Regions from separate parts of the Zea mays genome. Here region 1 is linked to region 2. The links are chromatin contacts, called in public Hi-C maps. All regions are on one chromosome and are shown on one strand. Each heading gives the region's core, a stretch centred on a gene start, on an enhancer-like site or on the middle of the called end of the contact. The rest is flanking DNA. Distances are from core to core; before and after follow the strand shown.

The links. Hi-C and Micro-C count contacts between places; a contact is called where the count stands out from the background.
Region 1: a Hi-C map of ear shows a contact between it and region 2, with 2.6 times the contacts expected there. The contact joins the promoter of LOC542256 here to the promoter of LOC100276918 in region 2. A contact is called at or near these places in 4 of 25 Hi-C or Micro-C datasets (ear, leaf and tassel).

The regions. Positions count from the first base shown.
Region 1 is chr5:204,447,902-204,451,735 of Zm-B73-REFERENCE-NAM-5.0, reverse strand. LOC542256 (bearded-ear 1) reads right to left here and starts at 1,458. Exons shown (of 8, transcript NM_001111862.1): 1 at 1,103-1,458. The coding sequence starts at 1,284.
Region 2 is chr5:204,170,455-204,174,020 of Zm-B73-REFERENCE-NAM-5.0, reverse strand. LOC100276918 (methyl erythritol cyclodiphosphate synthase2) reads left to right here and starts at 1,538. Exons shown (of 3, transcript NM_001150613.2): 1 at 1,538-1,980; 2 at 2,077-2,207; 3 at 3,177-3,559. The coding sequence starts at 1,668. The coding sequence ends at 3,410. LOC100280329 reads left to right here. Exons shown (of 10, transcript NM_001361060.1): 10 at 620-1,088.

The DNA.
Region 1 (3,834 bases), core at 209-2,708, 280 kb before region 2:
AGAACAAACAAAGAGTAATACATCTCTTTAGACATCAAACACCAGTAATATAGAAGAAAAGAACACAAAAACAATAAGAAACAAAGGAGAGGATGGGTGAAAAGACGACTAGGGGCGAAACAGAAAGATTTTCATTATCATGCTTTCAGCTTTCAGCTTAAAATGTTGAGGCCTCCTGAAAATCTCAAGCAGATCTAAATGTTATTTGGAGCAAGCCTAATAAAATTGAAATTTGCACTGCCAAGCAAAATGACATGAAATTTGCACTGCCAATTAAGGAGCAATCGAGAGCAAGAGATATAGATCAGGAGATAATAAGATGAAGGTAGCCACCAGATCGAGCAGAACAGGTGTGCGTGGGCATGCATGCAGCAGGATTTTCATAGAAGCAGGCGCTGGATCAAAACGGAAAGAACATACTACCCCTTTCCCCTCTCAGCAGATCACATCAGTGTTAACTCTTTACCTTCCTCCATCCAGCGACAACGTACGATCGATCCCCTAGCTACCTCAGCAGCAATCGACCGTGCGTGTCTCTGACACGCGCATGCCCCGGCCCACCCAACACACGAAAGATGGCCACTCCAGACACCCGGAGAAGATGGAGGAAAGGGCGGGCGTGGGGGCGGGCGACGACTACCCGAGAAGCTGGAGGAAAGAGGCAAAGCGTAGGGCTCGTAGATCTGCTGAGAGGATGTCTCGTGCCAGTTAGGGATCCACCCACACCCGGCCGGTTTATATGAACACCGCCATGCACCTACGCGCACACAGATACACACACGCACGCAGGTATATTGCAGGAATAAAAATAACATGCCCCTCAGGCCAAGGCCAGGAGCTGCAGCTAGTAGCTTGGCTACTACTGGCTTTAAATAAACGCCGCTGCTAAAAAAACATGAAATCACAGAGAAAGGGGGAGAAAAAGGAGATAATAAAAAGGAAGCAGATCTCTTGTGGTAAAAGCGCAAGTAAAACGCAGCACAGCAGCGGCAACAAGCAGATCTGCTTGCAGGAGGGTGAAATTAATTAGTGTTAGTTAGTGGGTTGGGTTGGGGGGGCTGTGCTGTGCATGCATATATGTGTGGTGATCGAGATCGCCTACCCGGCGCTGCCGAACTCGTAGAGCTTGCCGCGGCTGGAGAAGATGATGAGCGCGACCTCGGCGTCGCAGAGCACGGAGAGCTCGTAGGCCTTCTTGAGCAGGCCGTTGCGGCGCTTGGAGAAGGTGACCTGGCGGTTGATCTTGTTCTCGATCCGCTTGAGCTCAACTCGTCCCCTCCCCATGGCGACGTACGATCTCTAGCTTCCCTCCTTCCTTCGATCGAGCTTGCTCTATATCTCACACACGGGCGTCTCTGTGTGCAGCGTGGTTGCTCTCCTCGTTTTGTGGCTGCTGATCCGGCCGCTAGCAAACTTGCGTTGTGCTGCGCGACGGACGATATAATGAGCCGGCTCGGGGGAGGAGGACTGGACAGGAGGAGCGGAATATCGGTGGAGAGCGAGACGGCCGGGAAAAGGGGCAGGGTCACTGTGTGTGTGTGTGCCTGGCTGCCCCTGTAGCACACGCTGCCGGTCTCGCGCATCTTTTTCACGCGTCTACATCCATCCATCCATCCATTCTCCCCTCTCCCAAGCTTTAAAAATAAAAGGAGGGTAAATTCGGAGTAGTGGCGCTGGGCAGTTACCCACTGCCCCGGGCTTACCCTAACGGGAGGTGTCCCGTGTCCGTGCCGAAACGGGGCTGCAGCTCCAATGCGGCGCCGGCCCCCACGCCAGAAATATACACGGCGCGGTGCAAATGCCTGGTGCATGCGCATACACGAGAACGGCAGCCAAGCGGCGCGAGCTACCCATGCCATGGAGAGAGAACCTCCTAGGCCTAACCCAAACCATGCATCTCGCGCGCCATGCACGACCTCATGCACCTACTAGGGTCCCAGCCCTGCGCCGTTGCTTTCGCCTTGGACGACCACGCCGCCTCAGATACGACGATCCAACCCCATCCGCCCGGCTGGTGGAGGCTGCCCAAAAATATAGAGGCAGGCCAAGGGAGACTGGGAGAGGTAGGAGTAGCTTAATTTAACCGGGTGGCGGGTGTGCGAAGATCCATCCGTTGGATTGCATTGGTGCTAGTAATTGTGTACTACTGCCTGTACGCAGCGTATACATACGTGAGCCAATTTCTGTATGGGACGACGACGACGACATGCACCCACCTCCACCTGGCCACCCACCCGCGCCAGCGCCACCCCATGACTGATATCTGTGATCCATGCTGCTGCTAGAGCGTGTTTGATTGCCGGGCTTTTAGGACATGCAGCTCCACTTGTCTGTTTGCCTGGACGTACGGCGCCGCACGAAATCCAAAGCATCCTGGAGCCAGGCCACGGCGGAGCAAGTACAAAGCTCGCTCGGGCTCCGCCGGCATATATTTTGCAGTAGCTTATATTATGCGCGGATGGTGGGTGGGGGTGCCTAACGTGTCGTGTGGGGCTGTGGCCTGTGGGCTCTTCAGCGTAGAGCAGCCACAAACAAATAAACAAAGATAGCGAAGCGACGATCGGTTTTCGCTTATTTAATCTAGGAGTCTAACGTCGTCTACAACAAAGATATATAGCGAAGCGACGATCGGTGCCTAACGTCGTCTACACAACAAAAACAGGTTAAACCTTAAAATTACAAATTTAATCAAAAGAATTTAGTTTACAAAGATGCACATTAGTGTGATTTGTATCCAAACATACTTGCAAAGTCTCATAAAGTCTAAGAACCGTAAGAACGTAAGTTATATATTGATCGTATAAATTGGTCAAAGCAGGTACGCGTGCATGGAGCACCACCGAATTCAAATATGACAAAAATCGACTGGATGGGTGCATTTTTTTTTTGGGGGGGGGGGGGGACATGACTGATTGAATGCTAAGGTGTCCAATAGAAACCATTCCCTGTAGTGAGGCACCCTTTCTTCGACTGATTTATATATGAACGTGCAAAACATTATTTTACATCATAGGTTGTATAGTGTAGTTTATAATAGAAAGTGACATACAATATAGGGCAGAGAGTCCGCTGAGATGGGCTAACTGTAGTTAGCAGTTATTACACGGTATCCATAATCATCCTTAGTTTTTTTTCTCTTTCCTCCCCGTTACGGATCCTAGGCAAAGGCTCCTCCGATGTTTAACATTACCCGGTCCGAGGAGCAGCTTGTTCTGACACGGGCAAAGGATCTACTACAGTCACACCAACGGGAGGAGAGGAGAGGAGAGGAGAGATCGAGACATGTCAAACAGCACAGCATGAGTGAGAGAGAGAGGACAAGAGGACCTGGCCAGCATTCCGTACCTCCTAGATAGGCGAAGACACCACCATAGGCTACCATACGTGTCGGCTGTGGACTGGCGCGCAAGCTTTCCCGTTACTGGGGTCATATGGAACCAAAATTCATTTTTTTCATGAATTTCGCTTCACATTTTCAATTCCTTCTCTGTCTAGCTGTTCTCGTCGTCGCCTTCGGTGATCTCCCATCCTCTACCGCGGACTGGACCAGCAAAAGTCACGCATCCTTTGACATGTCGCATGCGAGTACGTACGACGTAGGTCTATATGGCCAGCGCGATCGAGCTAGACGACGGCATCATGGCATGCACGTGGGTTATGCCTGAAGTCAGGGGCAGCTAGCTAGCTGGGCGAGCGCGCATCGGGCGACGCGGCGGCCGTACGCGGATTTTCCTCGCGACGAGCTAGCTGCTGCAAACTGCAGGCCTGCAGACGCGCGAGCGAGCGAGGAGAGCTGGAGAGGCCGCGCCGGCCGCCGGGGATCCGGCCGGGCTC
Region 2 (3,566 bases), core at 289-2,788:
ATTAAAGGCGAGTAGTGTGGCCAGGTCTCTCGGCATATAATTTCAGTTCGACAGACCTCAGGAGGATAGTGCCTGCCCTGGCGTAGTAGCACCGATGAGTGATGAAGGAGGCGTTTGCACCTTTTGTGCTTCTCGCTAGCTCCATGCCTTCGGCTGACGATTGTGTAAGGCTATCCGCACTCATTTTACCTTATTTCTCTACTCTAAAAGGAATATTCTGTCCTGGTCAGCGAGATTCTTTACCCTATACTAAAATCATCTGCAGCCATATTTACCCTATATCTCTACTCTATACCAACCACTACAATTTTTATTTCCAATTTAATATTCCCCCCTCTCTCGTCCCATGGCGGGAGATGGAGCCGTTGGCCACGTGCACGAAAGAGAAGAAAATAGGGTAGGAGAGAGAGGACGCTGGATATGAGGTAAGAGAAGAGCAAATTTACGGTAGGGATGACTTTCGAGTTCGCGAGTGCAGGGCTTCAGTCTACTCTAAATATTTACGGTACCTTTTCGCGTTTGCGAGTGCGGCCAGCCTAAGGGTGCAGCCGTGTGCAGTAGGCTTCTGAAAGGTGATATTGGTCTGCGGCCTGATGTGTGTACATATAATTTTTGCCAGGAAGCGTGCACCCTTCCTGGCCTTTCCTATCCCCAAAAGCTCGGCCATCTAGGCTCGTGAAATGCTGCTTCAGATCAAGGCTGTCCTTGGAAATGGGAAGATGAAAGGAGAATCTGGGTAATGCCGGTTGCTCCCTTTCCCATTCTTTGTTGAGTTCAGCTTTCTGATTGGTTTCTGGTGGCCCTCTTGATACGGAACTTGTGCGCTCCGTCTGAGAAAGCATGTGTGCAAAGTTTCATTTGAGGAGTTGAGGCGATCATGGCGCTGTAAAATGCGGCTTATCTTCCCCCTTCAGGGCTGGTTTGGTGGACCAACCCTCAAACATTTGCAATTCCTATGTACGTCTGTAGTGCATCAGGTGTTGTTGCCCACGTGTAAAAGGAAAATAAATTCACAATGTAAAGGAGACTTGTGCGTTAGCACTACCATTTGAATTTATGAAATGTCAAAGCAGCCCAGCGAGTTTGTACTTGCCACATTTTTTTGTCGCTGTATCAGCAGTCTGGCTACTCTGGCATCGAGTTCGTTTCCAAGGGTGAGTATGTTTTTTTTTCGAAAATTGCTTGGGTAGGACATCTGCCAGGCAATCATATTAATGTAGAGGGTGGGTAGGTTATTTGAAGTGGCCTTTTCAAATTACTTTCACCGTGCTAATTTCGGTCAAAGCCGGGCAGCAAGCCACCTGGAGTGCTTGAGAATTTCTCCTCCGACTGCGGGTGCCGCCACGCCATCGCATCTCCAACTCCAGATGCTCACTTCGCCTTGGCGCAAATAATTCCGGCACATTAAAGGCCTGTTTGGTTTGTGGCTAAATGTGTCACACTTTGCCTAATGTTAGTCGTTCGAATTGAATAACTAACCTTAGGTAGAAAAGTTAGGCAAAGTGTGGCAACTGAGGTAGTGAACCAAACAGGCCCTAAAAACGCAAGGATTTCTCGGTTCCTCCTCGTCCTCGCGCTCTCCCGGTCTCCTCTCCCCCGAGCATCCCAAAAAATACTCGGCCACTGCGCTATCTCGCCCACCAAGCCAGCACCAGCAGCGGCGCGCGATGGCCACCGCGCCCTACGCCTCCTCCCTCTTCCTGGCTTCCTCCCCCATCTCCACCGCGCCACGAATCCGCGCCGGGCCCTGCCCTCCGTCCGCCCAGCCATCCCTGCGGCTCCGGCCGAGGCCGTCCCCGGCAGCCGCGGCCGCCGTCCAGGCGGAGCACCAGCCCGCGTTGACCGCGGCGCCGAAGCCACCCGCGCTACCGTTCCGCGTGGGCCACGGCTTCGACCTCCACCGCCTGGAGCCCGACCTCCCGCTCATCATCGGCGGCATCAACATCCCCCACGACCGCGGCTGCGAGGCTCACTCTGACGGTACGCGCTCCTGCGGCCGCCACTGCCCTCTATGGTTCCTGCGTGGTCCCGTTTCTGACCTCGCGTTTGGGAACTTTGTTTCTTCGCCCCGTGCAGGCGACGTGCTGCTGCACTGCGTGGTGGACGCGATTCTCGGCGCGCTGGGGCTGCCAGACATCGGCCAGATTTTCCCGGACTCCGACCCCCGTTGGAAGGGCGCCGATTCTTCGGTGTTCATGAGGGAAGCTGTGAGTTTCTCTTCTTTCTAGTGCGTTATCTCTGGTTCATTCGATTCAATCAATTTCGTCCTGTTTCTCATGTTAGGATCTGCGGTATTTTGTATAAGTAGCATGGTATCAACAAAATGTAGAGTCTCAGAGAAATTTTGGAGGTTTCAGAAAACTGTTGGGTAATCTCTACTGATTAATGATTAATATGAAGCATGTCAGGATTTTGATATCATGTGTAAATTGGACGGTTGCTTAAAGTTCTGGATTAATTATCAGAGCATACTATAGATTGATTACCTAAAATTTGGTAAACCGTTCGTAATTCCACATAATTTTTTTGAGTGAATAACTTCACATCATATAGCATATCATGGTGCTTATACTTATTTTTTCTGCTCGGTTTGGTTTTGTTATAGACTTACAATTTTATGTCAAAGTGTAACATGTGTAAATACCACAAGACTTACAGCCTTGTGGTATTTGGAGCGGAGAACATCCTTGAAAACGCCATAGTTCATTCCCCGCTTGCTCACTGTTTCGCTGGTCAATTTTTCCTGAACCATTAGATGCTCAGTCGTTATTACGTCACAAAATGTCTTGGCAGTTCTTGCACGAGTTGCTGACTGCAAAATGTGTTTTGACCTTTGTTCTCTTCAAGGGCAGAAAGTATTCCACGTTTTAGATTTCGTACAAGGCATGGGCCACGTGCATAGAACTCTGACCGCACATTTACTATTGGTACTTGAGTTGGACAGAAATCTTCCCCATACGCATATAAACCCGTTGACTAGTGACATTTGTCTTGCGTCACTTATTTAGCATTACACACTGTTTGTTGCCCCTTCAAACAATATGCAGGGTGTTTACATCTAAACTGAGCATGTCTGTTCTCTCTTGTAGAAAACAATTGCTTCTATTTTAGCATTGAAGTGCCTGAAGTCTCAATATGCAACACTTTAAGCTCCTAGGATTGCCATGTCATTTCAGGTGAAATTGATGCATGAAGCAGGCTACGAGCTGGGCAACCTTGATGCTACGCTGATCTTGCAAAAACCAAAAATTAGCCCATTCAAGGAGACAATCCGATCGAATTTGTGCGACCTACTTGGGGCAGATCCATCTGTGGTCAATCTCAAGGCCAAGACGCACGAGAAAGTTGACAGTCTAGGGGAGAACAGGAGCATAGCTGCTCATACTGTAGTTCTCCTGATGCGAAAGTAGAAAGAACAAATGGCAGCTAATTGTATCATGCTACACGGAAAAGGTTGTTATCTTATACTTGTGATTGTTGAGTGATCTAGCCAGTATGGAAAATCTTCATGTGGTAGAAACAATAAAGCTGATTGCAATGAGAATTTTTCTGTATTTCACTTGTGC